Linked DNA regions of Mus musculus: region 2 is linked to region 1. Evidence: chromatin contacts called from public promoter capture Hi-C data. All regions are on one chromosome and are shown on one strand. Each heading gives the region's core, a stretch centred on a gene start, on an enhancer-like site or on the middle of the called end of the contact. The rest is flanking DNA. Distances are from core to core; before and after follow the strand shown. Region 1 has its middle 29 kb from the start of Fam72a. Region 2 holds the start of Rab29 (RAB29, member RAS oncogene family).

The links. Promoter capture Hi-C pulls out the DNA fragments that hold promoters and counts their contacts.
Region 2: a promoter capture Hi-C map of hippocampal neurons shows a contact between it and region 1, with 2.0 times the contacts expected there. The contact joins the promoter of Rab29 here to the enhancer-like site in region 1. A contact is called at or near these places in 2 of 39 promoter capture datasets (hippocampal neurons and stem cell-derived epiblast-like cells) and 2 of 115 datasets of contacts at active chromatin or transcription factors (bone marrow-derived macrophages and embryonic stem cells).

Annotation. Positions count from the first base shown.
Region 1 is chr1:131,553,386-131,559,682 of GRCm38.p6, reverse strand. No RefSeq gene overlaps it. Among named protein-coding and RNA genes, the nearest start is that of Fam72a, 29 kb to the right of the region's middle. Within about 2 kb of position 4,337, at least 66 of the 459 cell types and tissues checked have an H3K27ac peak or open chromatin away from gene starts, as enhancers often do. A contact at or near this core is called in bone marrow-derived macrophages and hippocampal neurons, where this site is marked.
Region 2 is chr1:131,863,375-131,869,520 of GRCm38.p6, reverse strand. Rab29 (RAB29, member RAS oncogene family) reads right to left here and starts at 2,244. Exons shown (of 6, transcript NM_144875.2): 1 at 2,111-2,244; 2 at 1,746-2,002. The coding sequence starts at 1,869.

The DNA.
Region 1 (6,297 bases), core at 3,088-5,587:
GATAATTCTCCTTCAGGAGCTGCATAGGATTCAGACCTGTGCATACTGGTTCTTGATAAAAATGAATCCAGTATGGGCACCAGCGTGGGTTGCGAGGCTAAGCACCTCAGGGGAAGGTCTAACACGGACCATCTCTGAATTCCCCGTGAGACAAACCTGGTTTGCAAGGAGGTTGGTATCTGTTTTCAACCTTATCCTAAGGATTTTTCTAAGGCTCTGCCTCCCCTCCCCAAAAGATACCAAGAGCCATGACTGTGGGTTATGATGGTACCCCCAAGAGGAATCAGGTCAATGCTCCCAACCCCTGATGGTTAACGCCCACTCATCCAAGGATGAGATGACTATTGATCACTCCAGCTCCGTAGGGCCTTATTGAAAAGAATTAAAAGGGAGGACAAAGCCAAACATGGCAAGATTTGGGTTGAGCTGGGGTTCCTAGGGAAAGATTTAAGAGTCGATCTTGTCAGTATTCTACTGATGTGAAGAGACACCATGTCCATGGCAACTTTTGTAAGGAAAGCATTTAGATGGGCCTGGCTTATAGTTCAGAGGTTTATAGTTCATTATTGTCATGTTGGAAAGTAATGGAAAGCTGGCAGGCATGACTCTGGAGAAGGAACAGAGTTCTACATCTGGATCTCCAACCAGCAGGAAAGAGCATGAGTTGTTGGGCCTAGCTTGAGCTTCTGAAACATCAAAGCCCACTCCAAGTGACTTACTTTCTCAAACAAGGCCACACAGTACTCCAACAAGGCCACATGTCCTAACCCTTTTAAATAATGGCACTCTTTATGCACCTATGGGGGGTGGCATTTTCACTCAAACCACCACAGAGCCCCAACTCAAGGTTCTGGCTGTCAACTGGCTTTTATGCAGCTGAAGCTTTTCTTTCTTTTGTCAACTGATGCTGCATCAATAGCTATGAGCCCTCTGTTCTTTGTGGATCCTGAGCCCTTAGGGCTTGAACCTAAGAAAACTCCATATGGAGTTCCTACCTATCCCTGAGTGGGGCAAACGAGCCCTATCCCAGGTATATTTATCTCCTACTATAGAAGAATGACTCCACCACTAGGACAAGCTTACTCTTTCCTCCATGAACTGTTCCCCAGGCTTTTCCAGGCATATCTAACCCACAACCCATGAGCTGCATGTGTCCCAGGACAGCTATAGATGTGGCACGAGACACTTGTAAACACAATGACATATCACAATGCCAAAAGGTTGAAGATCTCTTATCACTGCAGAGACTGAAAGTAGGGCCTGAAGACCTAATTGAGAATTCTTAGTTTTTATTCTTCCCACCGGACTTGATAGCCTTCCCGGTCAGTCTCATTTTCACCTCATTTGCATACTCACATCCAGCCAATTGGAGCCTAAGTGATCCCTTATAAATTCAAGCACCTGGGAGGACCTTCAGCCAGTAGAATCCCTGCAGAGCTCAACAGAAAAGGGAGAAGGCTGTCCTCACAGCCTTCATCTGGGAAGGCCTGACTGATTTCCCTAGACCCGAGGCTTCTGTTCTGGGCAGGATGGTCATTTGAGTCCACCTTCAGGACTCAACCAGAGGTTGCAGTCAACCATTCCTGCCTCCAAGACACTACATCTCAGCTCCAGAAGGCAGTTTGTCTCTGCAGCTGCTTCCAGCCTTCAGTTCCCACTGCTCTCCAGACCCGTGGCTCCAGGCTACCATACAGGCTTACAGCCTCAGAGACCTACAACTCCAGACTTTGGGGCTTGCTACTCCCACTGACCTGCAGACTTGCACTGCAAGGGACTACTTTCAGCTGCCACCCCAAAGTCTAAGCAAAATTGCATTACCTGCAACCTCTTTTTATTAACATCCTACTGAGGGTCTCAGAACTTTTACTTTTCCCTTTAAGTTCCTGCTTCTAAGCAGCAGTGAAGGCTTCCTTGTTTTCCTTTTGCTATCTGACCACTCTGAGGGACCCTCAGGGCTTTTCCAGTCCCACACCCTTCTTACAGCTTCCCCCTCCTGTGAAGCTAGGCCAAGTTCCATTCTCCACCCACATGATCATTCTTAAGTAAAAATTTCTCAGAGTGGGGATGGGGGGGTGAGGACTGACCAAGGGTCAGGGTCTTACAACTCCATTCTTGGAGGGAGGGAGGGAAGAGAACTAGATTGGAAACAGGCAATGGTTTCCAATGACTGCTTCACTTTCAGCAGCCAGGTATGGTTAAAAGAAAGGCAAGGGCCATGATACTGGCCTGGAGTCTGTCAGAACCAAAAGAGCCAGCCCCAGTGGGCTGCAGGCTCAGCAGGAAAGAGTTTAGCTTTTCTCCCTTTTGAGTGTGAGCCTGACCTAGCACAGCAAGTTACCCCATAGAGACTATTGGAGGGAGGAAATCACAAGTGATGTCATAGCAGCAATAATCTAGGACAAGGAAGCCATATGGGTCATTGAAAATGATTGTGGGTTAAGGAAGCTAGATGGGGTAGCATCTCCCATCCACATCAGTGTATTGTGGTGCGTGTGCACACATGCACATGAGTGCATGCTTTATTTTTTTTTTAAGCATCCCTTAGCTATCCAAGATCAATTCACTCTTGCTGAGATCAGAAAGAAGTAGATCTTCAGAGATCTTGCAAATCTCTGTAAAAGGTTTGTTTATGTGATGGTATTCCTTGAGTGTCTTATAGGCGCGTACCTGTGTGCACCATGGATAAACAATCTGATTGAACGTATAAAATATCTCAGTGGATAAAAGTGGCTGCTACCAAGGCAGATTACCTGAGTTTGAGCCCCAAAACCCACATGATGGAGAGAGAACTAACTCTCACAAGTTGTCCCCCAACTTTCAAAAGCATGTTGTAGTATGTTGGAGATTGGTTCTAATGCTTTGATTCAATTGGGAATCTGCATATCCAAACACCAAAGGCCCTTGTGCCCAGTTGGTTTTTGATCTATCAATAAAGATGCCAGTGGCCAATGGCTGAGTAAAGGGAGAGGGGCGGGACCCTTAGAGTTGCACAGGCTAGGATGCAGGGGGGAGGAGAAAGGAATCTCCATGACTCAGAGGAGAGATGCGGAGGGAAACATGTCAGTGTGCAGGCCGACTTGGTGCTGGAGCAGCTGAGAGTGCTATATCTTGTAGTAATTGTTGCAGTAATTCTCTCCATCCCTAATATGCCCTGGCAATGAAAACACGACTCAATTAATATGAATACATTCTGTGCGCCTAGATTAGGTAGATCTACTGCTACACTACCACCTTCCACATCTATGAGACCCCTTAGAATCCACAGGCAGCAGAAGGAGACTGTACCATGCTGGGTACAGCTTGAGCATAGGAGACTTCAAAGCCTGCCTCCACAGTGACACAATTCCTCCAAGGCCACATTTTCTAATGGCTTGTAGTGGTTTGAATATGTTTGACCCAGGGAGTGGCACTATTTGGAGATATTGCTTTGCTGGAGTAAGAGCGTCCTTGTTGGGGTGGGTTTTGAGATTCTCATCCTAGCTGCTTAGAAGACAGTCTGCTCCTGGCTTCCTATGGATGAAGATATAGAACTCTCAGTTACTCCAGCATCATGTCTGCCTGGATGCTGCTGTGCTTCCTGCTATGACGATTATGGACTGAATATCAGAACCCATAAGTCAGTACCAATTAAATGTTGTCCTTTATAAGAGTTGCCATGGTCATGGTGTCTTCACAGAAATGGAAACCCAAAGACAGGTCAAGCACTCAAACACATGAGTCTATGGGGCCATAGCTATTCAAACCACCACAACTAATTTTTCATAGAAAGATATCACTATATACATGTATTGAAACTTTGTGTGTGTGTGTGAGAGAGACAGAGACACAGAGAGAGACAAAGAGAGACAGACCTACACACAAACACATACACAGACATACAGAGAGACAGACACACAGAGAGACAGACAGAGATACAGAGAGAGACAGAGACAGACCTACACACAAACACATACAGAGACACACACAGAGACAGACACACAGACAGAGACAGAAAGAGACAAATAGAGACAGACAGACCTACACACAGACACATACACAGACACACAGAGATAAACACAGACACAGGGAGAGACAGACTTACACACAGACATATATTATATATGTATATATAAATATATATATGTATATATAGAGAAACAGAGGCATATGTATACATATATATGTTATGTATATATAGAGAGACACACAGACAGACAGAGGCAGGCAGGCAGGCAGACAGACAGACAGACAGACAGACGCACGCACGCACGCACGCACGCACGCACGCACGCACAAGAATAGAACTCAATACGTAACTGTATCACCGGGAACAAAGCCTTCTCTATTCCTGTTCAGTGTCTGGCTAAAGGACAGCAGGTGGCAGCAGAGTCCAGCCTGGGGTTGTAGGAGCAGCTAGAGAGAGAAGCAGTTTTTGAGTAAAGCCTTCCCTCTGAAAAATCTTAACACGAGAATAAAAATAGAACAATGAAGAGCTGGTGCCACGAGCTCCAGTCACTGCAGAGCCTGATGTCATTCACTGTCTGCCATCTGCAGAGCCTTGTCCTTCCAGGAGAAAGCAATGGTCCCAGGCTCTGAGTGGCCCCTCCCCAGCTTTGCTCAGGTCACAGGATGAAGCTGGCTCAGCAGGAAAGGGGCTCTGGGCAAGCGGAGCTGGAGGAAGGACTGATTTTTAGGAGACTGCAGACAATAAAGAGAAACAACAGAATGCTAAGTCAAAGGAGGTTGTCGCAGGAGACTACAAAATGCATGGTGCCACTGGAAGAAAAGTTCAGAAGAGGCAAATCTAGAGACAGAAAGAGATTAGTGGTTGTCCAGGGCATGGGGAGGTGGTAACTGTGGCAGAGCTTCTAATGAAGACCTACTTTCTTGACAGGATGGAAAGATCCTGAAATTTGACTATGTTAGGGGTTGTAAAATTCTCTAAGTATGCTAAGAATCATTGAGTTCTACATTTGAAATGGGTGAAATTTATAGAATGTACGTTTTCTTATAAAGATAGATCATAGGCCTGGCTTCTCTCTCTTACTTGCTATGGTCCCTCAGTTTCTTTTCTATACCTACAAAAATTAAGTCAGGATAATCTAACGAAGGCTATAAAAATGTCAGTCCATAGTGAACATGGAATTCGTGTCATTTTGTTTTCCTGGTAAGATGACATTTTATCTCAAAGCTTAGCTGTGTCATGTTTTGCTTTTGATACAACGACAAATGTCTCCACTGCCTTCTATTCCCACACCAGATATTTTCAATGAACAACTTTGCTTATTACACAACATTGGGAAGTCTCTGAGAACAGAAGTTAATAGTGGTGTTGTGCTGGGAAGGGTCTGAGTAGGAGGGAATATCCCTCCCTTCGACTACAAGGAGAACAAGACAGAGTCACTAGAGCATCCCTGCAGTGCAGCCTGTGCAACCATTGCACAATGGGATCCCAGTCCCCACCATTGCCAAAGGTCTCAGATCGGAGGATCAACGATGTTATAGTAAAAACCATTTTCAACTTGTAATTACTATTGTAATGATTCAGTTTCTCGAGAATGGTAATTGTATAAAATTGCTCTTGCAGTTTTCTTTTCAATACAATGTGCCTGTAAACCATGGATATCCCCTTTGTAAAAAGACACTGTAGATAGTTGAACATTTGATTATAGCAAAGTCATTAGTTTCTTGTTACACATTATTGGGTTTAATATTGTTCTTGAAAATAGTTGATGATTATGTTAAGTATAACTTTTCTAATAAAATTTGTGTTCAAGTTGTACATTTTGGAATATACAAAAAAAAAACATTTTCAGAAACTAGAATATTAGAAGAAAAACCAACACAGTACAACATTGTTCCTTTAAATTCATGTGAATTTCTATACCACACTTGTGAACTATTAAAAGATTTCAAAGTTGGACTGGAGAGATGGCTCAGCAGTTAAGGGTGCTTATCCACAGGACTTGGGTTCATTATCTAGCATCCACATGCTGGCTCACAACCATCTGTAAATCCAGTTCCAGGGGATTTTCTTCTGAGTCCCAAGGGTACTAGGCATGCAAATGGTTCACAGACATACAGGCAAAATACCATACACATAAAATAAAATTTAAAAAGACTTTTAAAAAAAGTCTTCAAAGTTTTCAAGTAAAAGAAAAAAAAATCTGCCTTAATCCATCACTATCTGTAACCCTATTTATGTATAAATGTAGTCTTAAAAAACATGTTAGCATAATCATGTGTACTCAGTAACTCCAACCCTGTAGCACTGTCTCCCTTTAATTGATCCCATCACTGGGTTCCTTCTTAGGGGTG
Region 2 (6,146 bases), core at 995-3,494, 310 kb before region 1:
CTCAGATCAAATTATTTCACACTGATTATCTCCTTGGCTAGGATCAAGAAAGTTATGGGCATGGTTATGACCATTATTCCTGTTCTCAGGTTAAATGGTTTCTGGGATGTTTTTTAAGTGGGGGGTTCTCAAGGAAAGAATGGTGGGGGAGATGGAGGAAAGGAAGGTAAGGTGGTTAGCTTTGTATCTTCCATCTTAACTTCACTGTTAGTATCTAATCAAACAGTATTATGAGAAAATACAGTGAAAACCTCTGTATCCTCCTTAAGGCTATGGTATATGTCCAGCAGGTACTGGTTAAATGAACAAGATGGCAGAGGTTGAGACATGGATGCTGCTTAAGAGCTGTGCTGAATCCCCCACGGGTCTGCAGATGCTGAAACTCCATGAGGTTGGACTGAACAGCTATTCCAGGGGAACCTCCCAAAGTCGGATAGTAGAGCCTAGCTCCAACTTGAGATCCTCCTGCCTCAACCTCTTGAATGCTAGAATTAAAGGTAGAGACAACCACACTATGCTGGAAAAGCTACTTGTTAAGGAGAAACACAGAATAATTTCAGTTCAGAAACATATTCTTTCTTCTACATCTGTGACAGAAGTGAAAACGAGGGAGAATTTATAATAAACATTGGGAAAAACAAACAAAACTTGCCAGAATCAGTATGTTCATACTGTCGGAAAACAGTCCACTGGTAAAAATTAATTCACAGGACATTTTTAACCCAAAATCCATGAAATAAGGACTTGTATTTAGGAGTGGTGGGCAAAGTAGTCAGGAAACAGTTTTTGAAATATTCTATAAAGTTTTCATTTCAAAGAAAAGAGTTAATAAAAAAACTTTCACATGTAAATCTGTGTTGGTACAAATGTAATTTTATGTGCTGGGCGTGGTGGCGCATGCCTTTAATCCCAGCACTTGGGAGGCAGAGGCAGGCAGATTTCTGAGTTCAAGGCCAGCCTGGTCTACAGAGTGAGTTCCAGGACAGCCAGGGCTATACAGAGAAACCCTGTCTCAAACAAAACAAAATAAAAAAAACAAATGTAATTTTATTCTTTCACATTACTGTAACCTTGTTAACTACCTTCTCCTTGTGGTGGTGGTGGAGGTGTGTGTGTGTCTGTGTGTATCTGTGTCTGTGTCTGTGTGTTTGGGGTAGACAGACCGACAGGTGGACAGTTCAGCAGAGTCCAAAGGCCACACTGGGAAAGAAATGAATTTACTTTTAGTGCTTCTTTCTCTCTTCCTCCCTGCCTTCCCCAGTGCAAGAGAAGACGACAGGCCACTCGAGGGTATTTCACATTCTTTCGTGAATTCCTCACATTTCCCACTCAGTTCACTAATGACACCATAGGGCTCATCAGACCTGACCGGAATCTGTCCTCCAGTCTTCCCCACACCTCTGACTGCTTAGCTCCTGGGCTTTCCTCCTAAGGTAACGGGGTTCTTTCCTCAACACCCGTCGGATGCTGGTAGGAAGCAGGGTAACTGCCCCAGCCTGCACTTGAACCGGGACTCAGCTGACTTTGCTGACTGGAGAAGTTGCTCTGGGCAGCGCATGGCTGCGGGAGGGCTCTGCTCTCTGCGGTGAATAGTCCCCGGCTCAGACCCCTTCACCATCTCTCACCTGTATACTTTGGCCCTATCTTTGTAGGTAGGCTGGGGACCCCTTAGAGGCAACCTCGGTACCCAGAGGCTACCGGCTGCGAGCCTCGACCCCTGCTCCTAGTCACCCGTGACCGCTCACCTCCCACGGTGGACTTGTAGTGCTTGCTGAAGCTGTCCTGGGAGTAGCGCTGGACCAGAGACGTCTTGCCAACGGCGGCGTCCCCCACCACCAGCACTTTAAACAGGTGATCTCGGCTGCCCATGGCTAGTGGTGGGGAGAGGTTTTTTGATAGTTTGTTTTTCCGGGAAGTCGCTTATTTCAACCCCTTTGGCTCCCGGGTTCTCTTCCAATTGAAGTCAGGCATCTCCACCCTCGGTTGGTTGAAGCTTCTCTGACTGGAAAGCAGAAAAGGAAACTTTTGCACTCGGCCTGTGCGCGCTTCCTCCCCGCGCGGCCGCAGCCTGGGTGGGGCGGGTACCAGCTCGACCCTCCGCGATTGGCACCTTCCTTTCAGGGACCTCCGAGTCGCTCGCCAGCATTGAACCGTGGCCAGCACCTTGCTTAGAGAAGTACAGATGACTTAGACCCTTTCTCGGACCGCACACACAAAATTGAGGTTGTGCAGAGTCCTTGTCCGGTCCCCGTCCTGCCACTGGCGGCGCACTTCCCAGTCTTCCGTCAAAAACGTTGTGAGCCCCACTGCTCGGAGAACTACATTTCCCAGTGTGCCTCTTGGTAAAGCGACCAGACCAGTGTGGCGACTTGCCACGTACACTCTTGGGAAATGTAGTTTCCTAGCTATCTTGAGCAAATTTACATAAAAGTTTTAAGGTTTTCAAACTTTAAAGAATTTAGAAATCTATTTAAAAACAATTCTAAAGTTTGGCGTCGAAGCACAGGTTTGCAATCCAGGCCTTGGGGAGATGGAAATAGGAGGATCATAAAACCCTAGTTCATCCATCGTCTTCTGCAACAAGTGTGTTCAAGGACCCCTAACCCCACCACTTCCTCTCCCCAGAGCAAGACAAGAGATTGGAAGCAACTTTGGGTCACCCTGAACTACGTAGACCATGATCTCTCCTGTCTAAATCTTTCCCCCAGATGTTTTCTTAAAATCACATTTTAAAGATTTCTAGACGGCCTTTCTTATTAGCCATATTTTAAAGGTTTTATAACACAAAGATAAATGTCCAAGTTCCAAGTGAAGTCCATTTCCTGTTGTCTTAACTACAGAGTCAAATCTCGAGCCTTGTAAAGACAAGGTCAAATTTTCCATATGACCAATAACAGGCACATTTGGGGACATTTGACCCAAAAGATCAACCTTTTAAAAAAAATCTATGTCAAAAGTTACAACACTTAATAACTAGCTATAGCAATAACAATGCAGAATAAACAAGAGATAGTTCCTCATTGACACTTCCACATTTCTTACACCAGCCACGCATAGCGTTTGAGCACCAGGACATTTCCTTTTGTTGCTGCTATTAATTCTGAATACTCATAAAATGATTGGCAAATATTTTTACTTTTCCTACCTGTAATTTTTCTGTCCTGCCTGTCCTTTAGCTAGAAATTGTGGCTAGTAGAATAAGCTTCACTTTTTTCCCCTTTTGGCTGTTTTGTTGTTGTTTGTTTGTTTGTTTGTTTGTTTTTTGTTTGAGAGAGGATTTTCTGTAGCCTAAGTTGGTGTCAACTTCTGACAGTAGACCATAGAACTTGTGGTTCAATTGTAACAACATCCAGTTTTGTAGTTTTGGAGAGTAAATCCAGGCATGCTAGGCAAGTCCTCTACCATCGGAGCTACATCTCCAGCCCTCCTCCTCCTCCTCTCCCTCCTCCTTCTCCTTCTCTTCTTTCTTTTTTCCTTTCGACAGAGTCTATGTAGCCCAGGCTGGCTTTGAGCTCCAGATCCATTTGCTTCTGTTTCTGCTTCTACTCCCTCCACTGGAATGCATGCACACAGTATGCAGCTTTGTGTGTGTGCTCATGTGCGCAAGCTCGTACACATTTGGGGCTGGTTTCTTCCACTACTCTCTCCCTTCCTCTCTCTTAAAAACTGGAAATTTAAAGTTAGTAAACAAAGTAATACCTTCCATTACAACATTTCCATATAACTCCCCCCCCTCGATGTTCTTTGTTCTAATCACCACGTTTGCCAGTCCTCTCTCCTCCACTCACCTTTAAGGATTGCGTTAGTTGTTACTGCTTTGCCATTGTTCAACACTCTTTGGCATTTATTGCCTTGTGCTTCTGTGCTGCTGTTTCTTCTGGTGATCACTTTTTAAATTTTCTTTTCTGGGATCTCCCTATCCTATCCCTTTAAACATTTCCTAAGGATTGGTCTCTGGGTTAATTATTCTATAGTCTTTAAGTCATGGCTTCAAGTATATCTGTTTTCACTTTATTTGTTCTTTATATATATATTTTTTGTTTTTTGTTTTTGTTTTTGTTTGTTTGTTTGTTTTTCGAGACAGGGTTTCTCTGTGTAGCTCTGGCTGTCCTGGAACTCACTTTGTAGACCAGGCTGGCCTCGAACTCAGAAATCCGCTTGCCTCTGCCTCCTGAGTGCTGGGATTAAAGGCATGCACCACCACGCCCAGCTTTATATTTTTTTAAAGATTTATTTTATGGTTGCTGTCTTCAGACACACCAGAAGAGAGCATCGAACCCAATTACAGATGGTTGTGAGCCAGCATGTGGTTGCTGGGGATTGAACTCAGGACCTCTGGAAGAGCAATCAGTGCTTTTAACTGCTGAGCCATCTCTCCAGCCCACTTTATTTGTTCTTTATTTCCAAATAATTATGTTCAGTATTGAGAAAGGAACCTCCACTTGTGCAGATCCACCGCAGCCTTCCTTTTACACATCACTGCAAAAACTCCTTCCTCATCTCTTCCATCATTAAGGGTGGCAGCCGTTAGCCTCATCTTTCATGTAGAATTCATATTTGGAGCATTATTAATTCTTTGTTGTTGTTGTTGTTGTTGTTTTCGAGACAGGGTTTCTCTGTATAGCCCTGGCTGTCCTAGAACTCACTCTGTAGACCAGGCTGGCCTCGAACTCAGAAATCTGCCTGCCTCTGCCTCCCGAGTGCTGGGATTAAAGACGTGTGCCACCACGCCCGGCTATTAATTCTTTTTATATACATCCATTCACCTCAATCACTCCTTTTAAAAAGTTAGTCACCACATCCTTATTCTTTTTTATTTTATTTTAAATTTATTTTTTACACTCCATATTCCATTCCCAGCCCCACCCCCATCTCCCCTCCACTGACTGCTTCACATCCCACACCTCTTCCCCACCCCACCCCGTCTCCATGTGGATGCCCCCAACCCTTACCCCACCTGACCTCTAAACTCCCTTGGGCTTCCAGTCTCTTGAGGGTTAGGTGCATCATCTCTGAATGTACACAGACTGGGAAGTCCTCTACTGTATGTGTGTTGGGGGCCCCATATCAGCTGGTGTATGCTGTCTGTTTGGTGTCCCAGTGTTTGAGAGATCTCAGGGGTCCAGATTAATTGAGACTGCTGGTCCTCCTACAGGGTTGCCCTTCTTCTCAGCTTCTTTCAGCCTTCTTTAATTCAACAACAGGGGTCAGCTGCTTCTGCCTATTGGTTGGGTGCAAATATCTGCATCTGACTCTTTCAGCTGCTTGCTGGGTCTCTTGGAGGGCAGTCATGATAGATCCCTCTTTTTGAGCACTCCATAACCTCAGTAATAGCGTCAGGCCTTGGGACCTCTCCTTGAGCTGGATCTCACTTTGGGCCTGTCGCTGGACCTTCTTTTTCTCTTCCTTTCTATTTCCATCTGTATAATTCTTCCAGATAGAAACAATTATGAGTCAGAGATGTGACTGTGGGATGTACATCCTTATTCTTAAAAATGTTTCTCAGTGTCGCCTCTGAGGATCTAAACCAACACAAGGAATTGCTCTTGTTGTTGGTTGGTTAGCAGATCTAGAAGGTAGGACCCTATTTTTCATAGTACCACATGCTTTGATTGCAGTCTGTAGAGAACTGAACTGGAAGCTTCATCTCTGCCATCAGGGGCTACACAGGCTGCTGGGGAAGGGGTGTCATGGATGGTAAACCCTGTATGTGTGCTACACTCAACTCCAAGCAAGATGTGTCCAGTGGTGCAGAAAAGGTGTGACTATTCTGGGGACAACCAGTCACTTCTATTGTTACTTTTACTTTATGTGTATGAGTGTGTTGCCTGCATGTATGTCTGTGTACCACATGTGTGCTGGTCTCCATGGAAGTCAGAAGAAGGCATTGGATCCCCTAATAGTTACCATAACCAATGTAGTTACAGATGGTTATGAGCCTTCATGTTGTGAGGTGCTGGGAATTGAACCCTGGTCCTCTGGAAGGGCAACAAACATTCTTGAAATGTTGAGTCATCTCTCCACCTGTCTACCCCCAAAGTATTTTATAATTGTATTTAAGGCCGGCATCTCAACAGAGCATTCACATCTCTTATTGTAAACCTTGTCAGAAGCCTGTGGCTGGGGAGACCTAAGACCTAGTGGGA